Regions from separate parts of the Mus musculus genome. Here all the other regions are linked to region 3. Evidence: chromatin contacts called from public Hi-C and HiChIP or PLAC-seq data. All regions are on one chromosome and are shown on one strand. Each heading gives the region's core, a stretch centred on a gene start, on an enhancer-like site or on the middle of the called end of the contact. The rest is flanking DNA. Distances are from core to core; before and after follow the strand shown. Region 1 has its middle 19 kb from the start of Slc39a11. Region 2 holds the start of Sstr2 (somatostatin receptor 2). Region 3 overlaps Slc39a11 (solute carrier family 39 (metal ion transporter), member 11).

Region 1 (2,700 bases), core at 138-2,637, 140 kb before region 3:
AAAGGAAATTATATATATAATTTATATATGCAAACATAGGAATAGGATCCTTACATACACAGAAAAATAATGGGATAATGGGATAAACCGGAAGAGGGATTATTTGATATCCTTGTCATTTGAGTATGATACTTTACCTTTTTCAAATCGCTCAAACTCAAGGTAGCTTTTTATTTTTATTTTTTTCACAGTATTTGCCTGGGGCCCTACTGATGCTAATCCAGACTGGTAGGTTTAAGACATACATTCAAGTCAGGCTTGGTGGTGTGTATCTGGAAACTGAGGTAGGGGAGTCATGTGTTCCTGGCCAGTTGGGGTCATGAGGAGAGTTTAAAATTAGCCTGGGTACATTGGTACTTTGGAACTCCATCTCAAAAGAAAATGTGTGTGCAGGGGTGGTGAGATGGCTTGGCGAATAAAGGGGCTTGCTGTTAAACCTGACAACCTGAGTTCGATTCCCTGGGTTTACAAAATGGATGGAGAGCACCAACTTCTACCACCAAGTTGTCCTCTGTCATGTGCTGTGGTGTGCACAGGTTTTTGGTGTGTGAGTGTATGTGTGTGTTTGAGACAAGGTCACATGTATTCCAGGCAGGACTCAAACTTATTCTGTATCCATGGACAAGTTTAAACTCCTTCCCTCAGGAGGCGGGGGATTACAGGTGTGTACTGCCACACCCAGTTCATACTATACAGAGGATGAAACCTAGGGCCTAGTGCATGCTGGGTAAGCTACAGTCCCCCAATCCAGCTTTTCCAAGATGCTAAATTGTGCTGGGAGGAGGTCAAGAACACATTTTTTGTTTTGTTTTGTTTTGTTTTTGTTTTTTGAGACAGGGTTTCTGTATAGCCCTGGCTGTCCTGGAACTTACTTTGTAGACCAGGCTGGCCTCGAACTCAGAAATCCTCCTGCCTCTGCCTCTCGAGTGCTGGGATTAAAGGCGTGCGCCACCATGCCCCACAAGAACACATTTTATAATTGGCAAAATATATACAGGCTTGCCTTCCTCCCAAGCAGTAAGGGTGGGTAAGGCCCCTGCCCCCGCTGGTCTGGAGGCAGTTATGGGGGGCTTTTGGCAGTCCCCAAACATCACGCTGTGACACAAATAGTAAACAGCACTCCTCTGCAGTGGGGGCAGAGCTGTGAGTGCCCCAGCCTGGGATGGCTTCTCAGCTGCCTTCTGTTAGATAGCTGGGGAGGATGCAGATGGATCACTGTGGCTATCAACAACAATCACTTCCCCACCCCCTTTTAGACAACGCCATCAGAAAGCGGCTGATGTGACTCAGAATGGTCCGGGAATGAAAGGCAAAAGGCTTCTTATTGCCTTCTGTGGGTTAAATAATAGAGAGCAGTTGTGGGTGGAGGGGCAGATGGCACGAGCTCCCAGCAGCTGGAGGCTGCTTGTCTTCATTACTGTCACCAACAGAAGGCTTCCTCTTAGACATGGGATAGCCTTTGGTCACCCAGCTGATTCTCTTCAGGAGCCTGCAGGGTTCAACCTGGCCTCTTTTTCAAGACTCTAATGAACCCGTTAGCTGGCAGGAGGCTCACACTCACTCCTGTAAGCACCTCTCTCCTTTGTCCGGACTTGTGGTCCTTAACTGGGGCCCTCTCTGGTCCCATGGGAGACTGCCTTAGCTGTTACATCCGAGTTTCTGCTAAGCAGGCTATTGTGTGTGCCCTGTCTGGCTTGGGTACTCCTCTGCGCTGTGTTTGGGAAGCTGTAGCCAAACAAAGCAGCCTCTGAGGTCCAGATGATCCGGTTGCCCCACCCTTTCCTGAAACACAGAGACAAGAAAATGGACCAAGGATTTGGTTGGTGTCTGGTGCAGCCTCTTACAGGGCAAGGCCCTAATTGTATACAAAATGCTGTCTTTCACCCAGCACTGAATTTGGAAGGTTCCCCTTGGTGTAAACACAAGAAGAAATAGTGCATGCCTGGAGCCATAGATAGAGTGAGGGACAACTCCCATGTAGTGGTTCGGTATCCTTCGTGCATGTCCTGGGGAGCTGGCTGAGGTTTGGGCCCAGGGTCATCCACTCAGAAGCCTGGCACTCTGCATCTTTAATAGACCCCCGTCTATGCTGGGTGTGTGAGCATCACAGGTTGAGAGGCAAGGCATAAACCTGACCCCTGAGGCCCCGTGGTTAGGACTGGCATTGTTCCTTTCAGGGCTAAAACGGGGAAGCCCTTCTTGAAGCTCTGTAGCTGTGTGTTCAGTTTTCCTTCACTGTTGCGACCCAGCAGCCTGGGCACTGACTCAATGGCCCTGGGAAGATCTGGATGGTTGGTCACCCGGGGGAGGGCTGTGTGGTTATGTGTGTGTAGGTGTGTGTGTGTGTGTACACATGGGGAGGCCGGAGGATAACTTTGGCTGTTATTCCCAGGAGGACTGTCCATCTTCTTTCAGGACATCTCCTTGTCCTGAAGCTCATTAATGAGGCTAGCTTGGAGCCAGGGATCTTCCAGTCTCTACCTATCACGGAGGGGATTGTCGGGGACAACTTAGGTGTCAACCTCAATCTTGCACCTTGTCTGAGACAGGCTCTCTTGATTGATTGCTTACAGTTGTGTACCTCAGATTAGCTGGCCCTCGAGGGCTTCAGGTTATCCTCCTGGATTGTAGTTCCTCTGCCTGCCATCTTGCCACAGGAATGCTGGGACGGCAGATGTGGCCAGGATGCCTGGCTTCATG
Region 2 (2,700 bases), core at 4-2,503, 180 kb before region 3:
CCTACCAGACACCTACACACACACACACACACACACACACACACACACACACACACACCCCTCCAAGAATCTGAGGTTGGAACTTGCAGCAGCCCTGTGTAGCCCACCACGATGCTAGAGTGCCCCTCGCCATTGGGGCGAAGGTAGATAAGCGAGGCTCAGGACGATGGAGTTAGTGTGAGGAAAATATTTAGGGTCATAACTCGCTGACTCTGGAAACAACGTGTTCCCTAAGGGATCTTTACCGTTTCTAGGCAGACTGAGGGAGAGTGGATTGCGGTGCCTGCAATGTCCAGCTTCGAAACGCAGAGGGGACTGAGGTGCCAGGGGCAGCTAGGAGCGCTGACAGTCGCTTGGGGACCTGACCATTCAGTAGCTGGTTCTCTCCAATCTAGACAGATTCTCTGCCTGAGGGCGGCGGGTGGGGGGGGGGGGGAGGGAGGGGGACCTGACCGCAGACGAATTTGGGCTGCCTCCCCATCAGGGCGATAAAGAGCCCTGAAGAATCTGCTTTCCTTCTTTTTCGGTGACGTCCCCATCACTGTCCCTCCCTAACTTAGGTCTCAGACTGTGGACCCTGTGGTGGCACTTGGCATGTCCCTTCTCCTTTAGCTGGTGTCTCTTTCCTCGGACCAGGGCTGTTTCGCAGGTGGCTAGGAAACAAGTTGTCCCCATCGGACACGCAGGGCACACGCCACGGTACTTGGGCATTTTCTTTGAGAACAAATCCGTCCCAGAACACACTACCTTTCCACCCCAGACACCACGATATGCATCTTTCATCCACCTGTCACCTCCAAAGGCACAAAAACAGAGAATTTGCGCGCCGGGACCAACGTGCAGGTCGCCGGGATCGGCGGTCTATCCCCAGAACAGATGCATGCAGGTGCCCAAAGTGTGCTTGTCCCTCCCTCCATCTCACGGTGACACACGCGTATGCACACTGGCACCCCTCACCTTGGTTTTCCTCGAGCACTCGCTTCCCTGTGTTCTCTAGCACCCAGAAGCTGTTCTTTTACCCAGCTGGGCGTCCAGGAGCACAGCAGGCTTAGCGGGTGTTTGGCGCTCAGCAGTGGCTCCCGGGGCTCCCAGCTTCCTTGGCTGGCTCGTGCTGGCCCTTCTGGCGTCTGAGAGAGCTTGCCCGGGCCCCGAGAGAGCTAGCTTGGCCTGTAGATCATTGACGCCCAGCCGCGGACTGGTGCTCCAGGCGCCGGTGGCCTCGCGAGCGCGCCGGTGGCTGCGCCGCTAGCAGTGGCCCGGGCGGGTGGCAGCCCCTGGGCACACTTCCCCACGCCCCCGCCCGTGACGTCACGGCAGCTTGGCTCCGCCTGCCGGGTCCTGTTGGACCCGGTGAGCAGAGTGGAGAAAACCTGCGGGTGGCCCAGGATAAGACAGCAGACCTTGATGCTGTTGGATGGTGAAGCGATGTCAGTGTCTCCACGACTCCTCCCTATGAGGGCGCGCGTGGCTTTCTTTCCGATTTCAGTGACTCGGTCTGGTTTTACCCAACAAATTCCAGGCAGCTGGTGCGGCGACTTGGGTGACCTAGACTAGCTCCGGGACCTTTAAGACGTGTTCTCAAGTTTGCAAAGCCGTGCCTACCACGGTCCAGTCCCGGGAACAGGGCACAGGTTGCAGAGTCAGGCTAAGGGCAGAGGAAAAAGGGGTGACAGCAGCAAGCGTGTCTCCCGTGCAGGCGCCTGCAGGTGTGCAAGCGCGGGGCACCTGGCTTCAGTTCCTGCAGCCAGCAGGCTCCGCGGGCTCCACCGCTCTCCCAACTGGAGGCCCCGGGCCATGCAGTCTCTTCTAGCTTTAATTTAGCCCGTCAGTCACTGCTTGCTGGTCTGACCCAGCCCCAGCCCAACCGTTCCGCCTACGCGCGCTGTGGCGCTCTGCGGGAGCAAGGAGGGACTCACAAGAAGTGGGAGATGTGTCGCATCAAGTTGCAGCTATTTATTTTTTGACTGTGATGATTCAGCCGATGTTCCAATAGTTTAATAAGTCATAATCAATCCTGTAGCCTCCCTTCCTTCACCTCTTAACACTCCCCCAGAGAGAGAGAGAGAGAGAGAGAGAGAGAGAGAGGAGAGAGAGAGGAGAGAGAGGGGAGAGAGAGGAGAGAGAGAGGGGCAGAGACAGACAGACAGACAGAGACAGTGAGTGCACCCTGGTGGTTTCTAGAACATGAAAAATCAGAAAACAAACCCCCCCCCCCCCGATTAGCTTTCTCTGTGGGTCCTGATGCAGCCATCCTGTTTTTGATCTGCTTGCGGGTTCATCGGGGAAAAGCATAAATCCAGGAGTTGTGTATGTGCGGTGAGTTTTGACAGGGAGCCAGGCAGCAGGTAAAAGCAGCCCGGAATTCTTGTAAGTCAGAGTGTCGCTCACTGGCACCATCTCTACGAGATGTGTGGGCTCTGTGGACTTGATGGAGATTGAAGCAGTGGTTGTCGGGTCCTAGTGTTGTGTGGGTTGGCTTGTCTTTAGGTTTTTTTATGGGCGGGGTTGAAGGGTTGAATAGTGCAGCTCTCAGAACGAGGGGAGTGGCCCTGGGGGAAAGAAGGGGCCCTGAGTGAGCTCAGGCCTCCTCCTCCCTGAGACACAGTTGTTACAATGCCTATTGCCCCCTCTAGTTAAAAACCCTTCCGGGAACAGAGAAGGATGAAGAGCCAGGAAGTGTCCATTCTGAGCTCGGCTCTC
Region 3 (2,700 bases), core at 161-2,660:
TTCCAGGCAGCTCAACTGGTCTGTGCTTCTCCAGCAGCTCTGCTGGTATGTGTCCTGTCCAGCGATCCTTACTGCCTGTAAAACCTTGAGGAGGGAGGGGCTTTGTGTATCTCATCAGTTTCAGGGACTTTCTGAGACTTGTGAGTCGTTTGTTTCCCAAGTCTTAAGGAGTGTCTTTCCAGGATGGAATATTTTAACTCAGAGGAAGTTGCCATACAACACCAAGCAGGTACTGAGGTCAGAGGTCTCAGGTCACTGAGGGCAGAGTAGGCAGCCCTTGACAATACAGAAATGACCTTAACTACACAGATGATCTTTTCCCTAATTCCATTACCCTCTCCAAGTTCTCATGCCCCTCTTTAATTTGCAGATGTTCTGAAAAACGTTGATCCCATCTCAGGGTTAAGAAATATCCTGCATGTGTATGTCTGTCTCTGTCTGTCTCTCTGTCTCTGTCTGTCTCTCTTTGTCTCTCTCTCTCTCTCTCTCTCTCTCTCTCTCTCTCTGTATGTGTGTGTGTGTGTGTGTGTGTGTGTGTATGTGTGTGTGTGTGTGTGTAACGAAGAGTTTTCCCTTTCTTGACTGACAAACTGTCTGCTAGTGGTATGTAACTCTGCCTGGGCATGTTTGGTGAATCCCTCTTATGGCCTCACCATGAGTTGAGGTATGGAAGCTGTGGGGTCCCTCCTGGTAGAAGTCATACCTGGTAAACAGAAACTAAGATAATATCTGCATTCAGGAAGACAGCTTCAGTGGCCACAGGAAGGCCTTAGCCTACCCTTGAACTTGGCCTTTGGCCCATGTCTAATCTTTAGATTCCAGCCAAGACACTTTAGAAAGGAAGTGGATGAGGATTCCTGTAAAGGAGAGAAGCAGGACATATATCTGGTGGCCTTGGGATAGTGATGTCCTGGTGAAGTGGCAGCCAGGTCCACATGTGGCCATTTCTAGTTTAGAAAGCCTAGAAAATAGGATTAGAAAAGGAATGGAAGTTTCCTTGCACAGTGGAACTCTGTGGGACCAGCCTTCAGGACTCCCAGAAATGCAGGATGGATTTTGTTAGAGGGCAGAGACCTGCCTGTGAGAAAAGTGGTGGATGTATATGTTTATGTATGTGTTAATTGTAACGGAGTCCATTTCTCCCTTGCTGTCATAAGGTTTTGAGATTTTTCTTGTTTGCCTGTGTATGGCCATGCATGTTTCTGTGCACACACGTACAAAGGGCACGCTTGTCTGCATGCATCCACGTTCCACCTCTGTGAATGTGGCTGACAATATGCCGTGTCTCAGAGATTACAAAAACTGTGGAGATTAATGGGGCACTCAGAGGCAGTTAACTCCAGAGCTGGCTCACTGACTGAGCAGAAATTCCCATTGTTCTGAAGACAAGCTGCTCCCACTTGATCCCCTCTCAAGAAACAAAAGCCTCCTTTGTGTGCGCCTGTGTTCCTAGGCAAGGGCAGACGTGTGGACGTGTGTCGCAGTAGACAGCACTAGACGCGGACAGATGGTGGTGTGGGTGTGAGTGGCTGGCTCCTGTCTACACAAAGGGAAAAGGGCGGGTTTTTGAAAAATGTCTACTTAGCAGAGTTTTTATTTTCGTGGATTCAGGGACATTTTAGTTAAAGGTGTGAATCCAGGAGCTGTGGGGTGTGAGCTGATGCCGGCTGACGGGCGCGTGGGACCATCTGGGCTGCATGGCGTGTGGTTACTGTCAGCCTGGCTCAACTCTGCCCACTGCCAGGATTAACAAGGGGCCGGCACATGAGTGTAGCACACAGGGAAGGTTGTGAGTGTAACACACGTGGAAGGTGGTGGGGTGGGTAGAGGGAGGTCGGTAGGAGTGAGCTGAGCCAGAGGGTCTCATATGTACCCAGGGGACTTTTAACTTACAGGGAAGACCGAGTGGGCACAGGGAGAGAGGGGCCTGTGCTGTGAAAAGGAGAATTTGTGACTTAGATGTCACACACCATGGTAGGTAGGGCCAGAGGAAATCGGCAGGAGGCAGAAGTCAAGACTGCCAGGAAAGTCAGAGTGTGGGCTCCCCTGGAGAAGGAGGTTCCAGTGGGGCTGGAGAGATGCTCTGCAGACAAGCTCCTAAGCTCTTCCAAGCACTCCGGTCGGATGGCTCACAACCGCCTATAACCCCATTTGCAGGGCACTTGTCTCCCTCTTCTGGTTTTGCAGGCGCCCTCACACATGTGCCCATAATCCACACATACATATACATGATTAAAGATTAAAAGCTGTGCTTACAAACAGGAGCATAACATGGCTGTCCTCTGAGAGGCCCTACCAGCAGCTGACTGAGAGAGATGCAGAGACTTAGAGCCAACCATTAGCCTGGAGTTGGGGACCCTTATGGAAGTACGAGGGGAAGGATTGGAGGAGCTGAAGGGGGTGGGTGGCAACCCCAACCCCATAGGAATGCCAACAATCTCAACTAACCCAGCCCCCTGGGAGCTCCCAGAGACCAACCAAAGAGCATACATGGTCTGGTCAGAGGCCCCTGGCACATAGATAGCAGATGACTGCCTGATCTGGCCTCGGTGGGAGAAGATGTGCCTAACTCTCCAGAGACTTGAGGCCCCAGAGAAAGGGGATGTCTGGGGTCGGGGGCACAGAGGGGAGCACCCTCTCAGAGGCAAAGGGGAGGGGGAATGGGATGAAGAACTATAGGAGGGGGATCAAGAGAGGGGC

Evidence for each region. A called contact is a pair of places that touch in the nucleus more often than the background predicts. HiChIP or PLAC-seq counts read pairs in DNA pulled down with a chosen protein or histone mark.
Region 1: a contact with region 3 is called in a Hi-C map of the N1E-115 cell line, with 2.1 times the contacts expected there. The contact joins two enhancer-like sites. A contact is called at or near these places in 2 of 484 Hi-C or Micro-C datasets (B cells and the N1E-115 cell line) and 2 of 115 datasets of contacts at active chromatin or transcription factors (embryonic basal ganglia and embryonic stem cells).
Region 2: an H3K4me3 HiChIP or PLAC-seq map of embryonic basal ganglia shows a contact between it and region 3, with 3 times the contacts expected there. The contact joins the promoter of Sstr2 here to the enhancer-like site in region 3. A contact is called at or near these places in 6 of 39 promoter capture datasets (the 3T3-L1 cell line, cranial neural crest, frontonasal cranial neural crest and 3 more), 1 of 15 datasets of contacts at CTCF or cohesin (pro-B cells), 11 of 484 Hi-C or Micro-C datasets (the N1E-115 cell line, cerebral cortex, cortical neurons and 4 more), 15 of 115 datasets of contacts at active chromatin or transcription factors (the SCID.adh cell line, T-cell acute lymphoblastic leukemia, craniofacial prominence and 10 more) and 4 of 9 other capture datasets (adipose tissue, embryonic stem cells, liver and 1 more).

The regions. Positions count from the first base shown.
Region 1 is chr11:113,582,993-113,585,692 of GRCm38.p6, reverse strand. It overlaps a transcript of Slc39a11 not described here. Among named protein-coding and RNA genes, the nearest start is that of Slc39a11, 19 kb to the right of the region's middle. Within about 2 kb of position 1,387, at least 22 of the 459 cell types and tissues checked have an H3K27ac peak or open chromatin away from gene starts, as enhancers often do. A contact at or near this core is called in the N1E-115 cell line, where this site is marked.
Region 2 is chr11:113,617,880-113,620,579 of GRCm38.p6, reverse strand. Sstr2 (somatostatin receptor 2) reads right to left here and starts at 1,253. Exons shown (of 2, transcript NM_001042606.3): 1 at 958-1,253. It also overlaps a transcript of Slc39a11 not described here.
Region 3 is chr11:113,438,556-113,441,255 of GRCm38.p6, reverse strand. The region is part of intron 5 of Slc39a11 (solute carrier family 39 (metal ion transporter), member 11); the gene reads left to right. Among named protein-coding and RNA genes, the nearest start is that of Gm51928, 19 kb to the left of the region's middle. Within about 2 kb of position 1,410, at least 69 of the 459 cell types and tissues checked have an H3K27ac peak or open chromatin away from gene starts, as enhancers often do. A contact at or near this core is called in the N1E-115 cell line, cerebral cortex, cortical neurons and 4 more, where this site is marked.